Linked DNA regions of Mus musculus: region 2 is linked to region 1. The links are chromatin contacts, called in public Hi-C maps. All regions are on one chromosome and are shown on one strand. Each heading gives the region's core, a stretch centred on a gene start, on an enhancer-like site or on the middle of the called end of the contact. The rest is flanking DNA. Distances are from core to core; before and after follow the strand shown. Region 1 holds the start of Srsf4 (serine and arginine-rich splicing factor 4). Region 2 holds the start of Hp1bp3 (heterochromatin protein 1, binding protein 3).

What was found. Hi-C and Micro-C count contacts between places; a contact is called where the count stands out from the background.
Region 2: a Hi-C map of double positive thymocytes shows a contact between it and region 1, with 7 times the contacts expected there. The contact joins the promoter of Hp1bp3 here to the promoter of Srsf4 in region 1. A contact is called at or near these places in 2 of 484 Hi-C or Micro-C datasets (CD4 T cells and double positive thymocytes).

Annotation. Positions count from the first base shown.
Region 1 is chr4:131,870,389-131,875,147 of GRCm38.p6, forward strand. It overlaps Srsf4 (serine and arginine-rich splicing factor 4), which reads left to right and starts at 3,251. Exons shown (of 6, transcript NM_020587.2): 1 at 3,251-3,482. The coding sequence starts at 3,376.
Region 2 is chr4:138,212,730-138,217,874 of GRCm38.p6, forward strand. Hp1bp3 (heterochromatin protein 1, binding protein 3) reads left to right here and starts at 3,883. Exons shown (of 13, transcript NM_010470.3): 1 at 3,883-4,011.

The DNA of each region.
Region 1 (4,759 bases), core at 2,001-4,500:
ATGAGGACCTGTGTCCTCATGGGAAGACAGGCCCAGGGGAAAGGTGCTTGCACAAACTTGTGTGTTGTAGTCATTACTGTCCTTTTGTCTTGAAAGAATTAGCAATAACCACAGTGCTTCCTGGCAGGTCCCATGCCCTGCACGGTGCACAGCACCTGCTGCAACAACTGCAAACAGTTCTGAGGATCAAACTCAGGGCTTGAACATGGTAAACAGGTGCTCTAGCACTTCCCAAATGATAAGCTGCTGCTGTACAAAGCTAACCTTGTAACCAGTAGAGAGAGACGGAGAGCTGGCTCAGCACTTAAGAGCATACATACACTGCTCTTGCAGAAGACCAGAATTGTTCCCAGCACCCAAATCAAATCAAGTGGCTCATAACCACTGTAACTCCAGCTTCAGGAAGACCTGACACCTGGCCTCCACAGGCACCTGTACTCACATCCATATACACAAAACTAAATTTAAAACAAACTTAAAACCTCAAGCCAAGTATGTTGGCTCAGACCTGTACTTCCAGCATTTGGGAGAGTCCACCTCAGCTACATAGCAAGTTCCCAGGTCAACCTGGACTATGTGTGACCCTACTTCCAAAAGAAACACAAGACCTCAAAGTGAGAAAGCCTTTGATTATAACATAAAATTAGGGGTCTCTATTTAGGCAAAACACAAGTGTGTCATAAAAGTCTGAGGACCTGAGTTAAATCCCTGGATCACACCGTGAAAGACAGAAGCACTTCCTTAGAACTGTCTGCCAGTGCGTTCACACCCAAGAAACATGGTAATGCCAAAAGTCAACATGCTGGTGAAGTATCTACAATTCATTTGGCAAGCTGCTGATTTCCCTAATCTATAGTGAACTATAAATCAAGTAAAATGGGCAAAGAATAAAACACAAATGAAAACGTGTCAAGGTGTGTATGCCCTGTGTGTACAGGTGCCCTGAAGCTACAAGAGAGCATGAAGGACATGAAGAGAGGCTGGTTCCCTCAAGGTAACTGCAAACCAAATGGCCTGGAGGATACCTCTTCGCTGGATTGACAAACTTTTTTTCAAGACGGGGTTTCTCTGTGTAGCCTTAGCTGTACTGGAACTTGCTCTGTAGATCAGGCTGACCTAGAACTCAGAAATCTGCCTGCCTCTGCCTCCTTAGTGCTGGGATTAAAGGCATGGGCCACCATCACCTGGCTAAATCAAAACATTGATAATACGTTGAGTATTTGAGACCCAACAGCTACCATGTTACACATGCTGAAGCAGGCCCTGTGATCCATGCCTGCAACCCTCAGCACTCAGGAAGCTGAGGCAAGAGAGCTGCTGTAAATCCAAGGCCAGCTGAGGATAAGAAGTGAGACTGTCCCTAAGTCAAATGCCTATACCCTTTAACCTAGTACTCCTACTTCCCAAGTTGTATGTCTAGGCGATGCTGAGGATCAAGGCTAGGTTAGACAAGTGTTCTGCCAGAAGTATGTCCTTAATGACATTCCCATTTCCAGGATAGATACTATTTGAATATACATGGTCACTGATTGTGGCAATTCTAAAAACCAAAGGTTGGACCCTGTCTCAATTCTTCACTAGAATAGTGACTAGGTAAGTTACTGTGTATAAAAAAGTGTGTTATAAGACAAAATGGTCTTAAGTGCTTTTCATATGCTTCTGAAATGACTAAAATATAGTGAGACAAAAATCAGGTGTAAGCCGGGCGTGGTGGTGCACGCCTTTAATCCCAGCACTCGGGAGGCAGAGGCAGGTGGATTTCTGAGTTCGAGGCCAGCCTGGTCTACAGAGTGAGTTCCAGGACAGTCAGGGCTATACAGAGAAACCCTGTCTCAAAAAAAAAAAAAAAAAAAAAAAAAAAAATCAGGTGTGATGCACACCTGCAATTGACAATCACAGTTCTTAGAAAGGCTTTTACAGGTTAGTCAAAGGCCATTAGACATAGAAAGTTCTTGTCTTAAAAAAGAAAAGCCAAGTGCTGTATGGTAAATTAACTTCTAAAGGAATACTTAAGAAACTGCCTCTAGAAAGGAAAGCAGAAGATGCAGAAGAGAAAACTTTACCCAGCACATCAGTTAAAGTGGAAATGCAGTAAAGAGACTAAACCCCTCAGTGATTCCTGGGCAAAGCTGAAAAGGAACCTTTCATTACTGAGCACCCACATGCCCCAGCACAGTTCATTACATTTGGTTATTTTGGCAATACACTGGACATCTATAGATTATAATCTTGCAGGTTAGAAATTTTTTCTGAGCTGGCAGAGATGGGGTACACCTTTAACTCTAGCACTTGGGAAGCAGGCAGGTTTGAAGCCAGCCTGGTCCACAGAGGGAGTTCCGGGACAGCCGGGGATATACAGAAAAACCCTTTCTCAAAATGAATAAACAAAAAAAGAAAATAGTAATTTTCTGTCGTGCTTAATCTAACTACAAGGCACTAAACTGAACGGACATAGTTTGGCACATGCTTTTAATCCCAGCCAATAGGCAGACAGGCAAAGTTTCAGGCCAGCCTGGTCTACAGGGCTATTTCTAGGACAGTCAGAACTTTTTTGTTTAAGGATTTATTTTATGTGTATGAGTACAGTGTAGCTGTTTTTAGACAGACACCCTAGAAGAGGGCATCCGATTCCCATTACAGATGGTTGTGAGCCACCATGTGGTTGCTGGCAATTGAACTCAGGACCTCTGGCAGTCAGTGCTTTAAAAAATAAAAATTAAATCTGAGATGTAACTCAGAGATAGGGCACTTGTTAACATCCGTATGGCCCTGAGTTCGATCCACAACACCGCAAAATAATACCGAACCAATTATTGGAACACTTTTACATACCTAGTATCGACACTGTAGAGACAACCCTGAAAGTACAAGGAAGATAAAAGAGACTCAAAGATCCGAGAGAAAGGAAAATGGGCCCAAGGTCATGGATCCACTAACTTCCCACAGGGACGTTTACCGAAAACCACCCCAAAACAGAAAGTCTACCAGAGCAAAGGACAAAGGCGGGAACACCCGCTCGGCGCGCACCCGCGCAGGCACTTCCGGGGGAAGTGCCGCTGCCACGGCGAGCTCGCGAGAGGACGTGCTGCAGCTGTCGCTCACTCGGCCAGGTCCCGCCCCGCGCCGGCGCGCCTCCAGTAAAGCCCCGCCCCCGCCCCTGACCAGGCGGGAAGCGGGCGCGCGCTCCCTCCCGTTCCCCTCCGCCGGGGGGGGGGGGGTAGGGAGACGGGGGCGCGCGTTCTCGAGCTGCGTGCTCGCGTACGTCGCCGGGCTTCGGCTGCGTCCGTCCCGCCGCCCGCCCGTTACCGCCGCCGCCGCGTTTTCCCTTCGCCGGCCGCCGCCTGAGGGGGGCCGGGGCCAGCTGCCGCCGCCGGAATGCCGCGGGTGTACATCGGCCGCCTGAGCTACCAGGCCCGGGAGCGCGATGTGGAGCGCTTCTTTAAGGGCTACGGGAAGATCCTGGAGGTGGATCTGAAGAACGGGTGAGGAGGGCGGCGGAGGGGCCGGCCGGGGGGCTGACAGGGCCGCGGCTGTGGCTAGGAGGCCGCGGGGACGCGAGCGCGGCGCTCGCTGGGCGCTAAGCCGCCGCCGGCCTCCTCCGCTCCGCCATGGCGGCGGTGCCTCGGGGGCGCGGGTAGGCCCGGCTCCCACTGCGCCTGCGCGGGCGGGGGTGGTGGCGGGATAATGGGGACGGAGGCCCGGGTTAGACTGGGGCTCCGGGCGCCGGGGAGGCCTGGGTTTCCGTCGCTGGACTATGGGTCCGAGGCGGCCCTTTCCCGCTCTGGGGCTGCCAGGAGCAGATGAGGGTTCCGGCCCTCTTCTCCCCGTTCCCCAGCCTGACCGGCCAGAGGCTTCCCGGCGTGTGTTTCTGAGGACTGGAGCTCTGGCTTTTTCGCGTGCCACACTTTGGGCGGGAGACACTAGTTTTTGTAGTGCAGTGACAGTTTCGAAAGTACTGGCTTGCCGCGCTTCAAGCCTTGACCGCTCCCTTTCCGAGAGTAAATTAAAGTCCTAGCTCGTTATCTTGGGGAGTCCTTACAGAGTTTTCCACGTTGTGGTTTCGGCTCTCCAACTTGCCGGAAAATGATTGCTGTCGTAGGATTTTTTGAGTGGGTAAGGGCCATCCTGGCCAGGTCTGCGTCGGCTGCTGGTGCAAGTGGAGACACATCTCCAAATTGCCTACTTAACAGCTTTCCCCGTACAATCTGGGCTTGTATTTCTAATCTGCTTTGGCGAAGCAAGGCTAGCAGGGACTACCAGGTTCGGGGAAAACGGGTGAGTTGTCATGCCTAGAGATTGTACGAGCATCTTTTGCTTGGGAGCTGAGAATTATTAGGTAGGACTTGAAAGGCATTAAGCACCGGAACGGCGTCGGAAGCACTAAACCTTGGGTGTTAGGGGAACCCTTGGTTTTTGCTGTGTTTATTTCTTGCCTGTTTTGTTTTTTTCGACTTTGTGTTTGGTCCAATGAGACCAGTAGTAATTGACATTTGAGAAGACATACACTTTAGTATGAATGGCAAATGAACCAGCAGGTTCTCAAAGCTGTCTAGATTTCGAATAATTGACACTTAAAAGACTCTCCTTGCTGAGAACAAGACTTCGATAAAATGTTTATGAATCCTGGATTCGATTCACAAAGACAATTTCTCATTTTTGTTCTTACAGAGCGAACCAGCTGGCATGAGAGTATTGTTTTTGTGATATTTAACCTTACATGTGAGAGATTAACCGACCCCCCTTACCCCCTCCCTTTTGT
Region 2 (5,145 bases), core at 2,633-5,132, 6.3 Mb after region 1:
TAAACCCAGCACTTTGGGAGGCAGAGGCAGGCAGATTTCTAAGTTTGAGGCCAGCCTGGTCTACAAAGTGAGTTCCAGGACAGACAGGGCTATACAGAGAAACCCTGTCTCAAAAACAAAAACAAAAACAAAAAAAACTATTACATTCATTTGTCTTGTGCTGTGTCATGAATTACAGAGGTCAAAGGACAATTTGGATGAGTTAGGATCTCACCTCCCACTAAGTGGGTACCAGGGACTGAATGTAGTTTGTCAGGCTTGGCAGCAAGTGGCTGTACCTGCTAGGCCACCTGCTGAGCCACCCCACTGCCCAGAAGCTTCAGGTCCCCAGCTGTCAACAGTATTTACAAAGCAAAGATGGTAGATGGAGCAACCTACTCAGTTTGCTGGAATTTCCTCGGTTTAAAAACTGAAAGTCTGGCCCAGACATGGTGGCATGTGCCTTTAATCCCAGCACTCAGGAGGCAGAGGCAGGAGGATCACTGTGGGTTCAAGGTCAACCTGTTCTACATAGTTCAGAATCCTTTTCTTTCCTGTTGCACCCAGGGCCTCACACATGCTAGAGCAAGTGCTCTGCAGAGCTACGCACCAACGCTAGCTTGTAAGCCTTTGTCAAAAGCTATTGGGCGTAGATGTGTTTCAGAGTTATACACTTCTATTTATTGGGGTTCATATGTGTAAATGTGGGAGTCACTTCTCTCCAACCATATTGGTTTCTGGAGCTCCAACTCAAGTTGTCAGCCTGTTGGCTGTCTCCTTTACCAGCTGAGCTATCTCACCTGGACTCCAGAATTCTGAGTATTTCTGTCTCTTCCTTTACCCTACTAGTGATTGAACCTAGGATCTTTCTCAGGCCAGGCAAATAGTCTACCACTGAGCTATATACATCCCTAACCCTGGAATACAAAAGTTTTGAGAAGAACTTTCAAGGTTGATTATTATGCTAAAAAGGAGTTATAACTATGGCCACCAGTAAACGGAGAATGTGTAATGGGGAGGAAGGGTGTCCAGGCATACTGCTTATCTGGCGTCAGTGACATCACAAACAATAACAGAAACTCCTATGGGCCCTTTCCCTAGCCTCCATTTCCTTCTCTAGATAGATATGAATGGTCAATTCTGTTACTCTCCCATCTCAAGAGCCAGTAATTGAGAGTCACTGTCCAGTCTTCTGGCTGGACATCAGGAAAATCAAGTGACATACCGCCAACCCCAGTCTCATTCATACTGGACACCCTGAAGGAACCCAAGCCTGAAACTGCAGTCCTGCCACCACAACTCTTGCAAAGAAATGAGTCACTCCATTGGAAACAGAAACCTCTCCCTCCCTGACATCCAAAGTTTATTCTTCAGAGCTCTTGAAGTAAATATGAGCTATGACTAAGACGGTAAGCATTGTTCTGTGCTCAGCCTTGTGACTGCACCACTGGGTTCTGGGCTGGAACTCTGCGAGTCAGTCAGCTGTTGCTTCATCTTTATCCATCTTTATGCCTAACTCTAAAGTCACCCCCTCTTTTCTATACAAACATGAAGTTTTAGTCCAACAGACTTTTGTGTCCTACAGGTCTACATCTAAGGACTCGGGAGGGAGAAAAAAACAATTATTGCCTTAACAACAGGCTGTGGATTCTGCAAAACTTGCTATATGCTAAGTTAAACATACCTTAGCTTTTGTTGAAATCTAGAGAGTGACTTCCTCAGGGTTTGATTTTTCAAGACAGGGTCACATAGCCTTGACTGTCCTGGAACTAAGTAGACAAAGCTAACCTTGAACTTCGAGAGATCTGCCCCACTCTGCCTTCTGAGTACTGTGATCAAAGGGATGGTCCCATTGTACCAGGTTCCAAGTATTTTCTTGAAACGTATGACACTCAGGTTTTGGCAAGAACTTGGTTTTATGTTCTTGAAATTTTTGTCCTATCATTTTGCTTTCTTCTACATAAGAGTTGTTTGTTTGTTTGTTTGTTCTTAAATCTTAGGCAAAACTCTGTATGTCTCTCAATTCTTATTGGGCTCATCTTGCATGAGGTAGGACTTAAAAATGTGACTTTGAGGCCACTCTGATCTACATAGTAAGCTCCAGGCCAGGCAATGTTGTATTTTATAAAAATAGAGAAACCAGGGATATGTTTGATAGAGGCCAGGTATAATGTGAGATAAGGGGGTGTCTCTGTGGGCCCATGCTGAGGCATCCCTTCCCCCTGAGAGACCAGCCATAGATGGATGTAGTGTATAGAATAGGGTTTATTCAGGGCATGGGGAGGGGAGTTGGAAGGCAGAGAAAGAGGGGGGGGCAGGTTATGACCATGTGGAGAGGGAGGGGCAAGGGGTGAGAGGTCAGAGCAAGAGCAAGAGATCGAGGAGGGGGCAAAGAAGCGCCTTTTTTAGTGAGTTAGACACACCTGGCTATTGCCAGGTAACTGTGGGACATAGCCTAGATGAAATGTCAACAGGCAAAACTACATAGAGAGATCCTGTCTCAAACAAGGACACACACCAAATGTAGCAAGTTCCCAATTATGCCAATACATAAAAGTGGGATGGGGACAGGTGTCTCCGTGGCTGAGGTCCCTTGCTCTTGTAGAGGATCTCGGTTTGGTTCCCAGCACCCACATCAGACAGCTTACAACCTACTAACTCAATTCCCAGGAGTGCAGACAATCCTTAGACATCTGCACACACCCGGAACACATACAAACAGGTACACACACATATAAAAAATTAAAAGATGGTTTTAAAACAGAATTCTTCAAAAAGACCAAAATCCCTTTTTAATATTTAATTTTTTTTTCATATGACATACTTGATCAGGTCCCCTCCTCTCCAAATCCTCTCAGATCCTCCCCATAAATCCCTTTGAAGAGATTGCCCATGATCCCAGTGTTCAGGGGAATGGGTGATGTCACTAGTACAGACGCTCACCAGGGAGGAATTTTTGGTGGGGTGATTTATTTAATCTTCTTAGAACCCTTGGAGTTTCAGCCACTCTGGCAGGTGGAGAGGACTGAAAGTGTGTCTAATTGGTTTCCGTAATAAGCGCTTTGATTGACCTGCAGTTGCGGTGCCATGCATGTACCAGGCCGATACCCACAAGACTCCGGCTACTTGAGGTACATTGAATTTTTCCAAAGTGGCTTTGAAGAACTACACCTGCAATCCTTCATTTCCTTTTCCTTCTTTACACAGGCTCTCGTGCATTCCAAGCTGGCCTCAGGTTGGTTACCTACCCAAAATGGCCTTGAAATTTCGATCCTCTTGATGCCACCTATTGAGTCTGCGTCATCACACTGGGCTCTAGGTGCTGGCGATGGCACCCAGGGCTTTCTTCAGACTAGACACATACTAACAACTAAACTACTTCTTCAGCCCCAAGAACTACAATTTTCAAAGGCGGTGGTGTGCACATTACATGAATAGGCAGATCTCAACGTAAAGTGCCAAATAAAAGGCGACTCCCTTCTAATTCCGTGGTTTCTTTTGGGTGCTGGGGGTGGGGAAGCTGTCTGTGCATGCAAATCAAGAAGCTGGGGGCAGCCCGGCTCACGCATCTTCCAGGCCGTGTATGACCAGTCCTTGCTCACTACACTGCCAATTCCCTGTGGACTCAGGAAGTGGCTGTTGTTGTCTAGCACCGTCTTCCAGGGCTAAAGGGAGGCTGGAACCCCAAACCCGAAGGACTCGGGGTCGGAGACAGAGACTGCGCCGAGCACGCAGGACGCAGCCAGGAAGCTAGCGCTCCCAGCCACGCTCTGCCTCCCGTCGTCCGCCGTTCCCCCCCACCTCCCCCACGAGCGCCCTGTCGCGCCCCTGCGCGCCCGCCCGGGGACCCACTTGGCGGGCGCGCGCGGGGGCGGGGCCGGCGCGGGGGCGCGCGCGTGAGGCCGCGGGCAGGGGGGCGGGGCGGCAGAGCTCGGTGCCCGGCCTGGAGGACAGCGGTGTCGCGAGTCGGCGATCGGTGGTCCGCGGCAACGCCGAGAGGCCGTACGGGAACGCGGGCGCCGGAGCTCAGAGGTAACGCGGGATGGACCCGGACCCGGCGCGCAGGGAGTGGGCGCGAGCTCCGTGCGCGAGTGAGTAGCGGAGGGCCACCGGCCTGGGCGCTGACGCCGCTGCCCGGGCGCAAGAGGCGGGACGCGGGCACCGAAGGCCGGCGGCTTTTGTCCGTCCGCCGCGGCCGCTGCGCCCTCTCGCGTCGCGCCCGCCACCCGGCCCCTGCCCCTGGCGCGCGGGCCACTCGGGCCCCGCGGCGCGCGCTCCCGCCCTTGTTTTGTTTGGACTTGGGGAGGAGGGGCAGCTCTTCTCGGGTCGGGCCCACCCCCCCTCCGTGCTTGTCTCAGTGCGCATGCTCCGGCGTGCGCCGCGGAGCCCTATTGGCTGCGGGCTTGCGCATGCTCCGAGGCCTGTGGCCCGACTTCCGCCGCGCCCTCCTCCCCTCGGCCTACTGTCAACTTGTCTTCAAGCCCGGTTCGAAAGATGCCGGCACTAGTGAGTGGCTGCGGCGGGCCCGCCCTCCCGGCTTCTCCGCCCCCGCCGCCGCCGTGGCCGCCATTACGGAGTCCCCAGTGGTGAGTGTGCAGAGCTGAGGCCACGCCGGTCGCCGCTGGTCGCCGCCGGGTCCCCGCAGCCAGGAGCGCGGCGTGGTCTCTGCGCGGTACCTCCGCCGCCGCCCTCAGCAGTCCCGCGCCCATCTTACTCCCCACTCCCGCTAGCCCTGCGCTGTCACCGCCACGGCTCTCTGTCGCGCAGCCGCTCGCTCCCGCCTTTGTCTTCGCTGCTCCTCCGGGCGATGCTCAGCCTCTGGGCGCTGTCGCTTCGCTGCTGTCGCCGCCGCCGCTACCCCGACGGCCTTGCGCTTCTGTGTCCCCCGCGAGCCTACACCTCCCCCGGCCTCCGCCGCGCTCCCCAGGCCGGCGCAGGATTGTCAGTGGCAGCCGTCTTAAGCCTAGGCCCGAGTCGATCCAGACTTAAGCAGGCAGTTTTCCTTAACGCCCTTGAGCTAAACCCTCCTTCACAGCCAGAAGTGCTCATGACTTCTCCCCCAGGCTGCTTTACTGCCCTTCTCCGACTGCCCGTTGCTTTGGAGAACGAGTCTTATTAGACCTGGACCTCATACGCAAGCATCTTAGACGTGAAATGTGTCTAGAG